2 separate regions of the Mus musculus genome follow, and region 2 is linked to region 1. Evidence: chromatin contacts called from public promoter capture Hi-C data. All regions are on one chromosome and are shown on one strand. Each heading gives the region's core, a stretch centred on a gene start, on an enhancer-like site or on the middle of the called end of the contact. The rest is flanking DNA. Distances are from core to core; before and after follow the strand shown. Region 1 has its middle 63 kb from the start of Mpdz. Region 2 holds the start of Nfib (nuclear factor I/B).

What was found. Promoter capture Hi-C pulls out the DNA fragments that hold promoters and counts their contacts.
Region 2: a contact with region 1 is called in a promoter capture Hi-C map of liver, with 15 times the contacts expected there. The contact joins the promoter of Nfib here to the enhancer-like site in region 1. A contact is called at or near these places in 12 of 39 promoter capture datasets (the 3T3-L1 cell line, 3T3-L1-derived adipocytes, the C10 cell line and 7 more), 1 of 15 datasets of contacts at CTCF or cohesin (the NIH/3T3 cell line), 12 of 484 Hi-C or Micro-C datasets (cerebellar granule neurons, cerebellum, cerebral cortex and 5 more) and 17 of 115 datasets of contacts at active chromatin or transcription factors (the NIH/3T3 cell line, VIP interneurons, astrocytes and 14 more).

The regions. Positions count from the first base shown.
Region 1 is chr4:81,503,521-81,507,637 of GRCm38.p6, reverse strand. No RefSeq gene overlaps it. Among named protein-coding and RNA genes, the nearest start is that of Mpdz, 63 kb to the right of the region's middle. Within about 2 kb of position 2,362, at least 8 of the 459 cell types and tissues checked have an H3K27ac peak or open chromatin away from gene starts, as enhancers often do. A contact at or near this core is called in kidney and liver, where this site is marked.
Region 2 is chr4:82,504,524-82,508,300 of GRCm38.p6, reverse strand. It overlaps Nfib (nuclear factor I/B), which reads left to right and starts at 2,522. Exons shown (of 12, transcript NM_001113209.2): 1 at 2,522-3,570. The coding sequence starts at 3,541. It overlaps Gm11266 (predicted gene 11266), which reads right to left and starts at 312. Exons shown (of 2, transcript NR_137202.1): 1 at 72-312.

The sequences.
Region 1 (4,117 bases), core at 1,113-3,612:
CTGCAACAACAACCACAACCAATGGTATAAATGAAAGATCCAGATAAACATGCTGGAGAGTGTGAGTGCAGCTTTCTGGACTGTGAGTGTCAATGCTCAGAGCTACAGGTCAACATGAGAAGCCCATTTATTCCGAGGATCCAAGGAACTGCAGACCTCATCCTGTTGTATGGCACATTGGGAAGAAAGGTTTCCCATCGCACAGGCAATTCCCTGGGGTAACATTGTTCCATACATTCAGGCTCTACTCAGAACTACATTGTGTGTCCTAGAAAAACCTCACCTGAGGACATCCATAGTCGGGGAAATACTCTTAGGGCAGGATGAGATTCTCCTAGAGATAATGTTCTTTTTTTCCCCAAGTGGACAGAAGGTTGCATTTAGAGTGACTGTGCCTCCCTTTCCCTCCCTGCCTTTGAAGAGGGTCATATGTCCCAAGTTCAAACAAATATGTCATGGCCATTCTTATCAAGGGAGAAAGGCCAGCCTCTGAAAGTCGCTGCGAAAGGTTAAAAATAATCCAGATTCCTGACAAATTTAGGAAACCGTGAAAAATCATCAGCCCTGGACTCTTCTATCTAAATTTCACAAGTCAGTGAAAGCTGTATTTGATAGAGTTTATTCTAAACTTGTTGCTGTAACTGGTATGGTAATCATTAAGAACAGCAACCCTTGGGAGAAAAGGGGGCGGGGTGGGGAGAGCTAGAGCAAATGCTCTTTGAAGAAAACAAACACCAGCTCTTTCTTTGTCTAGCCTTGGCGCTCTTGAGTGGCACCCTTTTCAAACTTTTCTGATGCTTTTTTTTTTTTTTTATTTATTTATTTATTTATTTATTATATGGAAGTACATTGTAGCTGTCTTCAGACACTCCAGAAGAGGGCGTCAGATCTCGTTACGGATGGTTGTGAGCCACCATGTGGTTGCTGGGATTTGAACTCTGGACCTTCGGAAGAGCAGTCGGGTGCTCTTACCCACTGAGCCATCTCACCAGCCCTCTGATGCTTTTTAAATTCTTTTTTATTAAATCAGATATTTATTGTGCATGGCTCTCAGAGTGAATGTGGAATCTGGACTTGCAGGGTTCAGTTCTTTCCTTCCACCAAGTGGAGGATAGAGGTCAAGTTGTCAGACTTGGCAACAAAACTTTTACGCCTGGAGCTAGCTCACTGGTGCCTCAAGTCTCTGATTCTTAATCGAGACCCTATTTGCACACACGTCCTCTTGGCCTGTGTTTAATAGGTAATTACTTGTTCCATGTCTGTGTTCCTTGAGAAACAGAACCATAGCTAACCTCCAGAAGCAAAAGGTAAAACCGACATAGCCTATGCTGTTAGACACCCCAAATCGGACACGCAGTTTGTATTCACCGACATAGCCTATGCTGTTAGACACCCCAAATCGGACACACAGTTTGTATTCACCGACATAGCCTATGCTGTTAGACACCCCAAATCGGACACACAGTTTGTATTCACCGACATAGCCTATGCTGTTAGACACCCCAAATCGGACACACAGTTTGTATTCAGTTAATACTTCTAATTGACTGCTTAGTCTCTGAAGTGGGCAACCTCAAGCTTCAGTTGTTAATTATGTGAAGGTGTCATCAGTGACATGTGCATGTCTTTCCCCTCTTGCCTTTATAAAAGCCCTGTGCTTCCTTTGTGACAGGCCTGCCTTTACTTCCTCAGAACTACCAGGTCAAGGGAATTAATTCTGTTTCCTCGTGTAATTCTTACAAGCTAGAGAGAGTCTACAGTTCTACACCTGCCTTTAATTATTTATGGCCGATAATATATGTACTTAAGAGCTATTGAATAAATAAATAGGAGTGAATTAATGAACTGTGCACTGCTGCTGAGTGGATAGTCTCTTTTTTAATTCTAACCTTATTTTTTAAAATATGTTAAATGGAGATTTGACCAGGAAAATTTCATTTAACAGCTCATATGTACAAGCCACCTAGTCATTGACTTTATGTTTCTCTACATCAACTTAATTATTTCACTTAAGCGGTGAGCTAAAATATCCGTTAAGGGCTTTATTTTGTCATACTTGAAAATTCTCTGAGCTCACGGGATGAAACTGATTAGCATGTTAGTTTATATTCATTCGTTACAGTAATTAGGCAGTATCTTGGCCTCCGAAGGAAGATAGCTTAGCCTGGGAGAGCAATCTTGCCATTAGAGTGGAGCTTTAAAAATCCTATGTTTTGATGGTCTCGATTTATAATCATTTTAGTAAATGTGGAATTTGAACCCAGGTACATTTGTTTTCATTGCTTCTGTTAATGATTTATCAGAAGGTCAGTAGTTTCAACAACACTAATTTTTCACCCGTGGGAGATCACATTCCTTGTGACTGCCTTCCTCTCTGTAAAACCTGACCATTCACATCTCTCTGACCTTTCTCTGTTGCTGAACCTCATTCTGCCTGCAGCCAGAAAAGTCTCCTCTTTTTGCAAGAATCTATATAAATTGTTTGGGGCCAACCCAGTTAATTTACAGAATCTGGAAATTAGGATGTGCACAACACTCAGAGAGGCACTCCCCACTGTGCGGCAGGGAGAATTCTAGCAGCATGTTAACTAATGTGTGTGTATGTGTTGTTCATGGAGAAGTATGGTTAGTTGTTGAAGAAGCACCAGGAAGGAGATAGTACAGAGAAAGCAAACTGAAGGTTGTTACTTCCTGGAAAGAAGAGTCAGCCATGGGGCAATAGAAATGAAAAAGGACCACAGATTGGAGCAGTAAGAGAGGCAGACAGATAACGGTCCTCAGGTTTAAAACAAATCCTCGAAAACTTCACATTCATACTGATAAATCTTATCTGAATAAAATTCTTGTCTAGAATATTTTGGGGAAAGTATTCTAGCATTTTCTCTAGAATATAGTGCTGAATGGCTCTGCGATAATCTTGACTTGCAGTCCTGTGTCAATGCTTGAATAGCAAAGCATATTGACTCCAGGTGAGGAACCTGACGAAAAGCTTAGAGCTAGGAGCTAAACTCAGCAGGAAGTAGCAAGAAGGGATTTACAAGCTTGACTTAGAGTAAGAAATAAAATGAATATCATAGAATGGAGAGATGAAGATTGATCACCTGGCTAAGAAAACACAAATATAATTAAGGTTCAAAATAGTGTATTGGAAAAAAGAAAGGGAAATAATGTAAAAGTGGAATAACAAAAACCCAGAAAAAAAAAAGATGCACCCTGTTGAAGGTTACCAGAATTTCACTGCCCATAAAAATATAGAGATTAACAAGAAGTAATGCAGAGATGTCCCACTGCAGCCTGAACCCATCGGACTTCGTCATATCTTGGAGTCACCTGGAGTACGTTCTGACACCTTGTTACTCTCCTGACTTGATATTTCAGAGTTAATTTTTCGAGAGAAAATCTGGCCTGACTCTTCTTTGTGAGCCTTGGCAAATTCTTAGTCTGTTGGTGGTATGGCTGCAGGCCCAACTCTCATCTAGTGAATGTAGGCAGTGACTGCATGTTTTTGGTATGCAGGCCTGTTTATATGTGTACCAGAAAAAGAACTTCAGTGTAAAGGAAAAAGCCTTTAAGGTATTTCAGCCTTACAACAACTGCTAAGCGAGTGGTGGGCTACCTCCTTGTTTCTGCACAGGTTTCCCTGGCTTTGTTAATAAAAGCCAGATTCTCATTTCCATGGTTACCTTATGACAATGATGAGCAAGAAGTGGAGAGAGAGCAGATGTTAAGAGAGTCAACAAGTAATGAAACTTATCCTTCATTCCCAGTGTTAGAAGTTTGTTATTAAAAGATATGGAAAGGTAGAGCTAACATCTTTTCTGGTTTGTCCTTTCTATGTGGCTCAAGTAAAAGGCATTCTTTACCCAACAAATCATTATTGCTAGCATTATAAATTTCTAACATTCTATCAAAAGTTCAGGCATAGTATCTTTAACAAATTAAGTATCTTCAGAAAATGAAAATCTTTAGTGTACCTATTCAGATGTTTGGCCGTATGGTGCCAAACACCTGCATGTTCATTCAAGAAGCCTTTGTTGAAATGCTTGAACAGTTATGTGATGGTAAACCAGCTCAAAGACTATGAGTCCCAGGAGGGCTCAGAGTTCATCTAGTTTCT
Region 2 (3,777 bases), core at 1,273-3,772, 1.0 Mb before region 1:
CCTGAGAGCGAGCCGGGCCTCTCCGGGATGGGCCTGGGGGGCCTGGAATCTTGGGCTCTCTGGGTTCTTACCTGTGTCTGTCGCTGCTTCTCTGCCCTGGCGCTCTGCAGCTTTTGTGAATTCTTCTGTATAATGGTGTCAATTTTTCTTTTTTAAGCTTGTTTAGAAACTTTTGGATGCAACCTAGTTTTAGTGGCAAAGTAAATGGGTTCTGTTGGGAAAGAAAACTAATAAAAGGGAGAAAAGGTAGGGATGTCTGGAGACACTTGCCCAGGGCTCAGCACTGGGCCTCTTTTGCCAGGGGACAACGGCTGTTTCTGGGCTCTGGCTGAAAAAGAGTGCTCTCTGGGTGCCAGGATTTCGCTGGGGGTGGTGTAGTGAGGAGGGAGGGAGGGAGGAAGGGAGGGAAGCAGAGAGATGGGCGCTGGATTTTTAAAGAGACCCCGAAATAATGGCTTCTGTAAGAGTCCAGGCATTCAAAGAGGTGTGTTCAAGGACATGAGTGCATTCGCGCCAAGGGGAATGTCTTTTATGGTAAATTAACTCCAGTTAAATTGAATATTTGTTCAAAGGGAAACTCCAGTAGTTAAAGCTGGTATTATCAGTGGAGCGTCCCCGCCCCCTCCCGCAGATTCTGGGGAGGGTGAGAAAAGGGATGCAGCTCACTACAAAGTGATGCTTTGGGATTGTTCGTTTTTATTCCCCCCCTCTTCCCGTCCCGTCTTTCTTTTAAAAGTTAAGATGAGGTTGCCTAAAATTTATGAGAGAAGTGAGTATTTATTTGGATTAACCCCGACTGTCACCTCCTTTCATCTATAAAGACTGTCAACTTTGTCCCAGCTTTTCAAGAAGAAGAAATGACCAGTACAAAAGAAATTAACGTTGTCAGAACGCTAACTAGAGGATTTGCCTAGCGGGGGCACGGAGGCCGCTCCCCGTGGCGCGTGCCCTAAAGGGTTAACTCGCCCCGGTTCTCACAGTTTCCCCCGACTTTACCTGTCCTCCTAGACCCGCCGCCCTCCCCGCCTCCCCACCCCCTGCGCCTTTCTTCACCAGGCTCTTGGTTTACAGGGGCTGCAGCTGGTAGACTTGGCAAGCTCGCCTCATTAAGAGCGCTTTTTGAAAACGGACTGTGTTTGAGCATTTCCCTAATGAGGACAGGACGGGGTTAAAAAGTGACCATTTCATGGTTGACTTGAACCTGCCTACTTTTCTTGATGTGTCGTTGTGAAATGCTTGATGTGGGTAACTTCCACTTGGGGAAGGAAAAAGTCACTGGTTCTTTCAGGTCCGCTGGGGGAGGGCACGGTGGTCAGGAGTGCGAGGACTGGAGAAAGTTGAGGGGGGGAAAGTCCAGGACGCGGGGTGGGAGCGGGAGGCCGCGGGGGGCCTGGAAACGCTCGGCGGCCCCAAGCTAGGGCGACATGGAGCCCCGGGCGCTCACTTTTCTTTCTCCATTGTCTGGGGCAGCCTTTGATTCCTCCATTTCCCCACCCACCCCTAGCGGAAACCCGGAATTTGGGGGGCGGTGTGTGTGGGAGAGAGTGCCCGCGCGAAAGGGGGTGCTGGCCGGTCGCCTCCAGGGTCCCGGGAATCAAGTTCATTCACTCGGCGGGGGGCGGGGCGGGGAGCCGGCGGGAGCCGCCGGGGAGACCCGCAGCCGCACACGCACCCCGCGCGCTCCCGCCCCGCAGCCTCGGGCGCGCCGCGGCCCCGCCCTGCCCGCACCCCCGCGGGAAGGGAGCCGCTTTCCGCCGGCGCCCCGGGCTCTGGGGGTGGGGATTGGGACGCGGCCAGCGCGGCAGGAGGAGGAGGAGAGGAGGGGCGAGCGGTGGCGCGGCCTTCCCGCTCCGAGCGCGGCCACGTGCACCGGGCGCCGGGGGAGGGCGGGCCGCTGCGGCGAGGCTCGGGGGACCCTGGGGACCCCGGCGCCCCTCTCCGATCGCCAGTGCGAGCTCCGGGCTGGGCTGCCCGCCGCGCCCCGGGCTCCGCGCCCGTCCGCTGCAACTCCAGGAGGCCAAGTTCACTCTGGCCCCCGCCTCCACCCTCCCTCTCCCTCCAGCCGCCTGGGGTGCTAGAGTCGGCGCCCTAGCCCCGGCTCGGGGCGGCCTGGGTGTGAGGGAATTTTCCATTCGTTTCTTTCTTGGGCCCAGGCCGGTTCAGGGCTTCTCCCCTTAGGATGTTCTCGCGTCTTGAGCGTCTGCAGCGAGCAGTGAAATAACCTCTCCCTGGGCGGGTTTTCGGGGGTAAACGAAGAGTGGCAGAGAGAAGAGCTATTTTTGAAAAAAGAAAAAAGAAAAGAAAAGAAAAGAAAAGTCCCAATACTGTGGCACCGGTCTGATACCTTTAACAAATGAGGGGGAGAGACGCGAGGGCTGGGGGAGGCGCGCGGGAGGAGGAGGAAGGTGGGGGGCGGGGGGTGTGGAGAGGCTGGTGCAAAAGGAACGCGCGTTTGCAGGAGGAGGAGGAGTAAAGCGGTGATTGTGTAATTAAATAATAAAACAATCCTTAAGTCTGATTTGGAGAGAGCTCGAGCGGGGTCCAGAGGGTGGAACCGGTGAATCTTTCAACTTGCAAGTTTTTCAAGGAAAGAAAGCGAGAGAGGGAGGGGGAATAGAGCCCAGGACAGAAAAGAGGAGTTTGCAGCCAAGCGGGATCGATCGTTTGGGATTTTTTTCAGGAGGTCCTTCCGATCCTTTCCGTGGGCTGTGGCCAGCGGCACCGGCAGCGGAGTCCACGCGCGGCGGGTCAGACCCGGGGCGAAGCGGGCGGGCGGCGGTGCGGCGGGGCAGGAGCGCAGCAAAGGCTTTTCCGCCCGGGAGCTCCGCGCCTGCGCCCCCTCCCTCACCCCGGCCTCTCCCTGCTCCCCCCCACCCCCACCCCCACCCGGCCCTCTCCTGCGCGCGCCCCGCCACCCGCGCGCACTCGCTTGCGCTCCCCCTCGCGCACACACGTGGTCGGCTCGCAGCAAAGTTTCGCCTGCGATCGCCACTCCCGGATCCTGCTGCAGTGTTGGCGGCGGTAACCTTGAACTTTACCAGCGCGGTGACACATTCTCCTCGCTTTCCCCACCGCCTGGCCTCCTGCGCCCCCCTCCCCGCCTTTTTTTAAAAAAAACATTTCACCACCCACCATCACCCCAATCCAACCCACACCGAACCCTCGCGCACCCCAACCCCCAACAACAAACAACAACAACAACAACTGCAAAACAGAAAACAAATCCCCTAAACCAGGCGACCAGCAGCCTGCACCAGCGGCGGCAGCCTCGGAGAGCTCGGCCGGCGCGCGCGAACCGCAAGAGGGTTAAAAGTGTAGATTGGATTTCACCCCGGGAAATCTAGCTCGCCGAGTGAACTTGAATCTTTGGCTATTTAAGGAGGACTGGGTTTGTTGCGAAGTTGCGGTGAACCGGCGCAGTGCCCCGTCCTGATTGATCGCATCGCTGGGCTCAGATGACTGTAAAATGAATAGATGAAATCCTTGCTTCTGGAAGATTTTCTTGGGCATCTCCGGGAAAGTGCGTTTTAAGGCGAAGTCATGATGTATTCTCCCATCTGTCTCACTCAGGTACTTATCTTGGTCGCTTTCTCGAGCTTTCTCTGGCCCCAGACGCCTTTGTTGTGTCTTCTTGCTCTTGTGCTGCAGACCCTCAAAGGCTTTGCCTAACCTTGGCACACCCTGGTCTTCCCCGAGAAGTAGTGCGGAGTTGCGGTGGGCTGTGCGGGCGGCGTGGGACCACGGCTGCCGTGTGCGCCCATCCCAGCGCCCGAGCGG